Linked DNA regions of Mus musculus: all the other regions are linked to region 1. The links are chromatin contacts, called in public HiCAR-type and promoter capture Hi-C maps. All regions are on one chromosome and are shown on one strand. The core of a region is the stretch at or near the end of the contact, and the rest is flanking DNA. Distances in the headings are between cores, read along the strand shown.

Region 1 (3,357 bases), core at 436-2,935:
AAAAGTACTGTCTACAAAAAGGAAACTGTGTAAAGCACCAGTTGTTCTTTTTCTTCATTTATTTTCAAACAAATCATCTGAGTCAAAGTCTACCAAGAATGGGCCACTGCCAAGAAGCAAGAGGAAAACGAGAGAGAAAGAGAGAGAGAGAGAGAGAGAGAGAGAGAGAGAGAGAGAGAGAGAAAGAAACCAGGAACCAAAAAAAGAAGTCCGCCTGACACAGTGCGCTGGCCCTTCACCAGTGGATAAAACTAAAGGTCCCTTCACTAGGAAACAAACCAGAAAAAGCCCTACAACAAAGTTGCGCACGCACACTATGCACAAACACATGTAAAGGCTGTTTAACGGGGGGAAAACCCATCCAAACAAAAACATTACAGAGCAGACTGGCGCACGAGTACACATCAATGCACAGGTGAACACACACACACACACACACACACACACACACACACAAACACGCACACCCTCCAAGAAGAGCAGAGCAAGCAGCTAAGGCACCTTTCACAAAATCCCATGCAGCTGTGGCTGACCGCAAGATTTTTACAGTGTCACCAAGAAGCGATTGGAAAAGCATCTGAAAAACGTGCAAATTGTCTGCAAACAGCGCCTGGCAACCGAGACAGTTTGCAAGCGTGATTCAGAGGTCTGCCTGCCAAGGAAACAAAAGAAGCCTCCCTCCTGCCCGTGCAGGAGGGCGCACAGGGCAGGAGAGGTGCTCCCCAGGCAAGCAGGAGGCAAGTGCGGGGAGGCGACAGGCAGGAGTCCGGGCGGGAGCGGTACATACTAGGGCTCGCTCTCTGGCGGGGACGGGGCGGCCGAGTTCCCATTAGTAGGGGAGCCGCCCAGCTTCAGTTTCTCCAGGTACTCGGCGTGCACGGGCTTGTGGCACTGCAGGACCTTGATGGCATCTTCGATCTTGAACCACTCGCGCTTCCTGCCGATGCTGACCGAGTCTTCCCAATCCTCCAGCAGCTCGGTGACGGTGAGCACGAACACGTAGGTCCGGTGCTTGCGGTCCTGGTTCTGCTCGAAGACGCCCAGCAAGCGGCCCAACTTCCCCTTGACTCCCGCCTCCTCGTACACCTCGCGCACCGCCGCGCCGTCCGGCTCCTCCTCGGGCTCCATGCCCCCTCCCGGCACGATCCAGCGGTCGGGGTAGCGGCTGCTGCTCACCAGCAGCACCTCGTCCTCGCGCTCGCTGCGGAAGCACAGGCACGCGGCGCGCTTCTTGAAGCCCTCGGGGTCGTAGGTCCGCGTCTGGTTCGGCTTGCACTTCATCCTCCCCGACGCCGCCGCCGCCGCCGCCGCCGCCTCTGAGGTCGCTTGCAGCTGCCTAGCGAGCGGGCCGCTGCCGCCGCGCAGCCGAGGAGCAAAGGCTGGCAGGGAGAGGGCCCGGCGAGGCTGGAGGAGAGGAGAGGAGAGCGGAGTGGAGCGGAGCGCAGTCTGTGCCGAGCCAGCGGAGACGAGGCGGGGGCGGGCGGGCGGGCGGGCGCGGGGGCGGGGGCGAGCCGGCGCGTCAGTCAGTCCGCGGGGCGGGCGGCACCGGCCGGGCGCGCCGAGGGTCGCGAGCCCGCCGCCTGATTGGAGGCGCCGCTTCCGCCGCCCGGAGCCGGGAGCCCAGAGCCCGCGCCTCCGCACAGCCCCGGAGTGGACCGTGCGCGGTCCCCGCCCTCCGGATCGCCGCGATCTCGCGCGCGCTCGCCCGCTCTGCCGCCGCCGCCGCCGCCGCCGCCGCTGCTGCGCCAGGGGTTGAGCGAGGTGAGGCGCGTGCGCGCGCGTGGCCGGGCCCGCGTGCGCGCGCGCGGCGGAGGGCGAGGGGCGGAGGCGCGGAGGCGGGGGTCTCCCGACTCCCGCAAAGCGCGACGCCGCCGGCCCACTGCGCAGGCGCCCCGCACCGCTGGCACTGGGAAGCTGCTTGCTGCCAGTGCTCTGGGGAGGTGCACACAACTGTGACTTGGCTGCACAGGGTCCTCACCACGTGTGGGTCTCAGCCAGACCTGGAGGCAGAGGGGGCCAGGTCCTCCCTGAGAGTCGCCTAAGCAGAGGGGTCGAGGCCCGGGCCTCACACTCAGCTCCCATCATGAACTGCACTGCCTTATTTATAGGCAGAAGGCCTGGTGTCCCCAGAATGACCAATGAGAGTCTTGCCAGAAGAATCTTTGCTGAGTCACATGCAGCTCGCCTTCTTCAACAGGTTCCCTTCTGCAGCTTGTCCACCATGTTGGTTCAGCCCTTGCCTTAAACACTTGCACATAACCCCTCTTCTCGGTTTGCACAGTTTCCAGTCAGTGAACCCCGGACTTCTTGTTAAGACCCTCCTTTCAACCTCATTGCAAGCTGTTTCTGGGGCAGCACCCACTGAAGTCTTGGATCCCATGTCAAGAGCCTCCATCCTCACACCCTGTGCCCCTTTCTGGCCTCCACACAAATGAGCAGCTAGGGATTTAGGATTTGGGTGATTCTTGAAAATAAACGTGTGTGTGTGTGTGTGTGTGTGTGTGTGTGTGTGTGTGTGTGTGTCGGTGTGTGTGTCGGTGTGTGTGTCGGTGTGTATGTGTGTGTGTGTACCTCTGAACAGGTGATTCTTGCAAGTGTGTGTGCACCTATTTGTGTACATGTGTGTGTGGACATTGACCTCTGAATAGGTGTAGGTCCAAGGTGGGCAAAGGTATCTCCCTCCACTGCTTCCATTACTCTCCCACCAGTATGACTTCAGAGACAGGTTTTCTAAGATGTGTCTGTACTAGACCAGAAAGCACCAGGAATTCGTAGTGTGTTTTCTAGTCTCTCTAGCGCTGGGATTGCAGCCTGGCTTTTAAGCCAGTGGTGGGCATCAGACTCAGAGCTGATGCTTGAGCCTCAAACACTTTAAGCAGTGAGCCATTGCCCTGGCCCAGCGCTTTGCATCTGGGGATTGCAAAGGTCCTTGTACTTTGCCCACATGACCTCTTGCTGGGAAGCAGGATGCCAGGGTCTAAAGTAAACACAAAATTTTCACCACAGCAAGTTCTTTTCTCTGAGCTTTCTCTCCTTGTAAAACTCTGAGGGCCCAAAAGTCTCCCCCAGCACCTCTTTGGCAAGCCTGCGCTAACTTGAAACCACCTTGCCCTGGGTACAGTAATTTTGGCTGTTTTTGCAGAGATGCAGTCTGCTGTGGTTTAGCTTGATGATATTCACAGCTGTCTTCGTGGGGGAAAGAGTTCACTTTGGTAAGGATTACTGATGTCATGGAAAGATAATTTCCATTTTCATGTACTCCTGTGCAGTATAGTCTCTTTTGTAGTTTTTTAAATTGTTTTTTTACATTCCAAATGTTGCCCCCCTTCCTAGTGCCCCCTCCAAAGAATTCTTCAC
Region 2 (3,357 bases), core at 609-3,108, 2.1 Mb before region 1:
TATAAAGGAGAGACTGGAAAAGGACCCACAACATTCCTATTAAGATTTAATTGGCTGGATGTGGTGATGAATAATGTAGTCCTGGCTACTTGGAAGGTTAAGACGGGAGGATCACAAAGTCTAGGCCAGTCTGGAAAATTTAGCAAGAAAGTCTCAAAACAAAAAACTGGAGCCTGGTGACAAGTTTTTAATTCCAGCACTGGGGAGATAAAAACAGAAGGAAGGGTGAGAAATTCAAGGCCACTCTCAACTGCGTATCCAGCTGAAGGTCAGCCTGGCCTAATTAAGACTTTGTCTCAAACAAAAAACAATAAAGGACACTTGTGATGATCCAATACCTAGGCAGTAGAGACAGGAGGACCAGCTCAGTTATCCTCTGTAACATAATGAGTTGGAAGGCAGCCTGGGTTACATGACACGTCGTTTTTAAAACAAAAGGTACTGGCTGGCCTAGGATGTCTAAGGCCCTGGGTCCTATCCCCTGTACAATAAGAAATTAGATTAATGCATGCAAGCTACTTAAACAGTGTCCAGCACTCTATCCGATGAATACTTAGGGTCTTGTTAAGGCTACATGTTTGTGCCAAGAAATAATTTATTCTTTTTAAGCTATATTGCAGGGGATATTTTAAAACACTGATAGGGTGACAGAGGAGATACCAATAGGATTCACTTACCTATTTTTTATTCCTCACTTCAGGCAACCTAAAAAGACATTATTTAGTTGATGGTTAGTTTTTTGTCAGCTTGACACAAGTTATGGTCACTTGGAAAGAAGGACCCTTAACTGAGTCTCTATCAGACTGTCCTATGGGGATACCTGCAGGGGCATTTTCTTGCCTAATAACTGTTGTGGGCAGGTGAGTCTGGGTTGAAGAAGCAGGCTACAGCAAGCCTTGAGAAGCAAGCCGATAAGCAGTGTTCCTCCATGATCTCTGCTTCAGTTCCTGGCTTGATTTTCAGCCCTGAGCTATCTCCATCCTGCTTGCTTGCTTTTTTTTCTTTTCTTTTTTTGACACAGGGTTTCTCTGTATAGCCCTGGCTGTCCTGGAACTCACTTTGTAGACCAGGCTGGCCTTGAACTCAGAAATCCGCCTGCCTCTGCCTCCCAAGTGCTGGGATTAAAGGCGTGCGCCACCACGCCCGGCGCTTGCTTGCTATTTAAAGTATGTAGTCCAGGATGTAGTCCTGGATTTGACTACATAGGCCAGACTGCATTCGAACTCATGATCCTCCTGCCACTCTATCCCCTACATCACCCTCTTCTAGGATTACCATTATGCTAGACTAAACATCTTGAATTTCAACCTTGGAATTTCTGTTTTTGACACTGAGAGGAATACTCAAGATACAAATTCTAGCTTAAGGTGAATATAACAGACGATTGGGATACTTTCCTTTCCTTAGGTCACAGCCCCAAAGCTTGTTTTCCTAATTGCATATTTTTATTAAGATACTCAAGTTTCCTAGGGGTAACCATTCAAGTCCAGTTAGTCCCAGTGAAGATACACATGGATTCTTCCCATCGCATAGGTGTTTAGAGATTCATCACTGCGCTAGGAACTAGAGAATGTTCCAGGAGTCAGTCTCTGCATATATTTTATTTGCCTGGCCAAATGTGTGCTGCTAAGAAGCAGCCTAAACCACTTTCATGAGAAAGTCTTATTTCTGATTTTTAGCTAGTGGTTGGCACACGCATTCTTGTCCTTCTGATCACAGTACATTATCCCTGTGTATACAAAAGGTGTCAAGAGGGAAATGAATAGAACTCAAGGGGTGGAGCCTCGGTCCTTGTATGGGAAACTACAGTCCTTTAATGCGCCTGCGAGGCTCCCACGCCCCGGGAAAGGTTCCTATCGATTTGCTCTGTGCTCCGCAGCTCTTTCTCGTTGCAGGCAGCCATCTTGCCTGGAGCTTGAGACAGGGAGAAGAGAGAGAAGGAACCGGTGACACTGGGCTCAGGGTCGCCGGGGGGGGGGGGCGCCTCAAGAGCTAGGGGTAGCCCCGGAGGTGGTCCTGGATCCTGAGCTATGCTCTAGGACTAGAAAAGGGAAGGCGGAGGGCAGAAGGCTTGATGGGTGGGGAATGTCAAACAAGACTTGCTATGGGGGGGAGGGGCGTTGCTACGGCAACTGGAGAGGGCGGGGTCATGTCTGAACTGCTGCTGTGAGTCACCGGAGTGCTGCCCAGGAAAGGCAGGGCTGGGGTGATGACCACGCTAACGACCCAGTGGGATTTCGCGACATCACCTGTGTGGAGGGACTTCGTGTCTATGGCAACTGTCACCTGGTGGGCGGAACTAGATTTTCTCTGCCTGGGACGCTGACATTCCAAGCCCTTGCCCTGCAGGCTCCCGCAGGCAGACAAACCAAAGAAGGAAGCCAGGGAATGGCCGCGGTGTGGCAGCAAGTATTAGCAGTGGACGCGAGGTGAGGCGTGGGGTTGGAGCCCATGGGAGAGGAACTTACTGTGGTGCATGAGCAATGGCGATAAGTGCAGCTGGGCGGAGAAGTTGGCTGGTGCGGCTGCGTGAGCATGCGCAGTAGCTTGGTGTGGGATAGTCCTGCGGTTAAGTGGCCTGGGCTGGAGCCGGTTCTAAAGAGCATGCTGGGAAAATGCGGTTTGAAATGGACATGCGCAGACTGTCTTTGAGTGGGTAGTGGAAGTCAGGCTGGTGACTTCCTATCTAGTCCCTCATTGCTTATCCTCTTCCCCAACTTTTCTCGATATCACTACCCTACTATTATTACAATTGCTACCCCATACTAACCTCTACCGTTATCTGACCCTAACCTCCATTGTTGTACATTACCAATCTGACGTATGTCATCATGCTAGACTGATATTACAGCTGGCCCAGACTGACCCCAACAGAGCTGCAAATTGACTATATTGTCGCTAGAGTGATCTTTTCATCATAACCACTAATTATTGCATAATTGCCCCCCATCACAATCCCAAGAGAAATCCCCCTTTGCTGCTCTTGTTCACTCTTACCATCCCAGTCACTGCCAAACCTTGTACCACCTCGAGCTGATTTATTCCCTCTGTCCTGTGCCTGCTGCCTGCCCTGCCTCCTGGACCCCACAGGTACAACGCCTACCGTACACCAACGTTTCCACAGTTTCGGACCCAGTATATCCGCCGGCGCAGCCAGCTGCTTCGGGAGAATGCCAAAGCTGGTCACCCCCCAGCATTGCGTCGGCAGTACCTGAGGCTACGGGGCCAGCTATTGGGCCAACGGTACGGGCCACTCTCAGAACCAGGCAGTGCTCGTGCCTATAGCAACAGCATTGTCCGCAGCAGCCGAACAACCCTTGATCGAATGGAGGTGAGCTCCTAGCTGCACCACCCGCC
Region 3 (3,357 bases), core at 300-2,799, 2.0 Mb before region 1:
AATGGAAATGAGAAAAGATAGAGTCATTATAGGAACCCAGCTTGACTTGACCACAGCCATTTTAGTCAACTTCAGTGGTGGTAGGGCACAGGGCCTCAGCATACTTTCCAAACCTATAGGATAAACAAAGCCATTAAGATAAGGCAGGCTCCAGCTGCAGATGTAGCAGAGAATGACCTTATCTGGCGTCAATGGGAGGGGAGGCCCTTGGTCCTGTGGAAGCTCGATGCCCCAGCAAGTAAGGGGATGCTAGGGTGGTGAGGCGGGAGTGGTTTGGTGGTGGTAGGGGAGCACCCTCATAGAAGCAGGGAGGATGGAGGATGGGATAGGAGGTTTCCAGGGGGAAAATAGGGAAAAGGTTTAACATTTGAAATGTAAATACATAAAATAACCAATTTTTAAAAAAAGGAAAAAAAAAGAAAATCTAAAAAAAAAAAAAAGATAAGTCAGGGAAGCATTTCATGATAACTACTGATGCCCAAATTACTTTAAGCTGATATTTAGTGAAATGGATTTAGAAAAATAATTGATGGGCCACATTGAAGTTTGTGTAGCACGTAACTCTGTCCTCCTGCTGTGCAGTATAGGGTTTCTCATGTCTTGTTGACACTAGAGATATGAATACGTCTGTAAATCTGTAATAATTGCACTTTGCGAAATCCTGGCTCTTTCTAACTCTTCTGGTATATGTGCGTGTTACTGTGGACTGTGTACGTGTGCATACACATATGTAGGCTAGAGGTCAACAGCAGGCATCTCCCTTGATTGTGATCCATTTTCTTTTTAATTCTTATTACATTTATTGGGTGTGTGTATGTGTGTATGCAGACACATATGTAGGTCAAAGGTCAATGGTAAGCATCATCCTTGATTGATCTCATTGTATTTTTTTTAATATTAAATTTATTTGGGGTATGTGTGTATACACCTACCAAAGTGCAGGTGTGAACAGAGGACAGCTTACAGGAATGGGTTCTGTCCTCTAAGAGCAAGCTTGGGGCTCCTGTCTCCCTCCTCCAGCACTTTGTCGCTGGGTGTGGCTCTTACATGGGTGCTGACAATAATTTGTCCTGACCTAATCCCAGTCCACTTCGGGACATGGGTGGCCATTGGAGTTTGAGACGTCTCCTTCAAGGAAGATGGAGAAAGGGCTGCCTGGCTAACAATGTGATGGGGACAGTTTGAGGGAATAGCAGGCTGCCTGACAAGGGTTGTGCTTCTATGAACTCAGACGGCTGCAGGGCACAGATGGATGCTACTATTGACTGAGTGTGAATGAAGAAGCGAGTGATGGAAACGGACATCTGATGGCGGCGACCGACTTATTATTTATTTCAATCAGGTGACTGGCTGAGCACCTATATATATGGCTCTAGGTCCACCCTGGCAGTGAATGCCTGCGCGAGGTTAAAATAAATGACTGGCAGAATTGGGGTTGCACAAAACAAGCCCTTTATGACTGGCTGACGCCGCGATTGGCTAGCAATATGACTGACAAGGGGCGGGTCCTGGAGCAAAGGCAAGCTTTGCTACTGCGCAGGCGCACTCTGAATAAAGGCAGCGAGCACGGGCTCTCGAGACCACTCCTGGTGACGGGAGGAGTCCAGGCACAGCTCCGCGGTTGGTCCGAGCCGGAGCTGCGAGCGGCGAGGAGCGGCCAATCGACTGCGCGTCCCCGGCCACGCCCGCGCGCGCTCTCTTCTCGCGAGGCCGGTTAGGCCCGAATGTTGTTAGCTGTGGAGAAAGATGGCGGAAAATTTAAAAGGTGAAGCTGTGGTGCTAGAGACGCGAGCTACTGGCCCGGCCGAGTAGAATGGAGGGAAGGTGGCCGGGGCTCCAGGCCAGGCGTCCGGAGCTACGGAGCCTGGAGCTGGAAGGCCGGCGCGGCAAACGTGGGGGCCGAGAGCGCGGGCCCGGCGCGCGGGCAGGGCGGGGCTGAGGGGAGGGGGCGCGTGCTTCGGCCGCGGGGGGCGCGGGGCTGCGCAGGCCGCGCGCGGGGTTTCTCGGCCGCGCGCGGCTGGCCGGCGCGCCTACGCGCGTGAGAGAGAGTCCTGAAGGAGAAGGTTGCGGCCACGCGCGGGAAAAGGCGGCTCTCAGTGACCGTTACCCTTTCGGTTTCCACGGGAGACGCCGGAAGGGGAGGAAGAAGTGGAACGGACCCCCTTCTCAAAATGGGGGAGCCGGCGACTCTAGGTGGGAAAGGGATCGAGGCGAGATGGGGGCAGGGTTTTCGGGTAGACGAGTCTCCCCGGAAAGCGGGACTTGGTGGGGGGGCCTCGGTGAGAGGAGGGCTCGGCTCCTCCATGTGCAGGAAAAGAGGGGTGACTTGTGCGTGCTGGGCGGGCTCCTCGGCCTCGAGTAGAGCGCTGAGAAGAGATTCCACAAGTGTGAGCCGGAGCTGCGGTGGGGAGGAGTGCGGCTGCTGGCACTGCAAATGGTATTTGCAGGCCACTTCTTGGGGCTTTCAAAGGCGTTCCAGACGCAGGTTAGAGGCTCCGGGAACCGAGAGGCCTCGGAGGAGAGGGATTAGTCTCTGCTGGGCCTTGGATAAAAAAGGATCAGTGTATATGTACGCAGTGATCTTTTTTTCTTTTGAAGTGTTTGTGTGTTCTTAGGTTACCATCTAGAGCATCTTATTAGGATTGTTTTAGATTTGAGTCGTATGATGGGAGGAGAAAAAAACCATCCTTAAAAGATGGCATTGGCTACTGACAGCATACACCTAGCATCAAGTGGTTTTGTGACATATTTTGATTTTTTAAAAATGGCTTCTAAAATTACGTTGAAGAAGGGATGTGCTCTGAAGCAAAAAAATGTGTATACTTTAAATCCGCTTCTCTTGAACAATAATTTTGGTGACCAAGAGTCATTGTCGGGGCTTACCTACCACATGTATTGTTTACATGTTCCTGAATTGAGAGCAGATCCCTTCGAATTGAGTTGTACTTTTCACCCCCGAGACAGGGATTTTTTTTTTCCTTGAGACAGACTACGGCTGTCCTAGAACTCAGAGATCAGCTTGTCTCTGCCTTTCCTGGGTCTAAAGGTATGCACCACTATGCCCAGTTTAATGTAATATCTTTCTACAATCTTTATAATTACAAAACCTAAAGTCCTTTGAAATAAAAGTCTTTCTTAAATGTGTCACTAATCATGGCAAGGGATTTTTAAAAGTGAAATTATTCAGTGAGAATATTTAATGTGAAAAATCAAGGCTTTTGCTATAGATGTGTTTGCTGTTAATGTGTTTTGAGTATAGATGGCTTAATGTCCTATGCCAGGAATTCGCCTAAAATTACTTGTGTAAAATTCCCAAATGTTTGAATTCCAAAATCCAGTGGCCCAGGAGTTTCAGAT

What was found. Promoter capture Hi-C pulls out the DNA fragments that hold promoters and counts their contacts. HiCAR-type assays count read pairs that join an accessible place to other places.
Region 2: a HiCAR-type map of astrocytes shows a contact between it and region 1, with 8 times the contacts expected there. The contact joins the promoter of Wdr13 here to the promoter of Nudt11 in region 1. A contact is called at or near these places in 1 of 39 promoter capture datasets (cranial neural crest) and 1 of 115 datasets of contacts at active chromatin or transcription factors (astrocytes).
Region 3: a contact with region 1 is called in a promoter capture Hi-C map of second pharyngeal arch cranial neural crest. The contact joins the promoter of Suv39h1 here to the promoter of Nudt11 in region 1. A contact is called at or near these places in 3 of 39 promoter capture datasets (cranial neural crest, hippocampal neurons and second pharyngeal arch cranial neural crest).

Annotation. Positions count from the first base shown.
Region 1 is chrX:6,045,835-6,049,191 of GRCm38.p6, reverse strand. It overlaps Nudt11 (nudix (nucleoside diphosphate linked moiety X)-type motif 11), which reads right to left and starts at 1,685. Exons shown (of 2, transcript NM_021431.2): 1 at 788-1,685. The coding sequence starts at 1,281. The region is part of intron 1 of Gm26618 (a long non-coding RNA gene); the gene reads left to right.
Region 2 is chrX:8,131,359-8,134,715 of GRCm38.p6, reverse strand. Wdr13 (WD repeat domain 13) reads left to right here and starts at 1,858. Exons shown (of 9, transcript NM_026137.5): 1 at 1,858-2,429; 2 at 3,091-3,331. The coding sequence starts at 2,389.
Region 3 is chrX:8,072,952-8,076,308 of GRCm38.p6, reverse strand. Suv39h1 (suppressor of variegation 3-9 1) reads left to right here and starts at 1,549. Exons shown (of 6, transcript NM_011514.2): 1 at 1,549-1,765. The coding sequence starts at 1,747.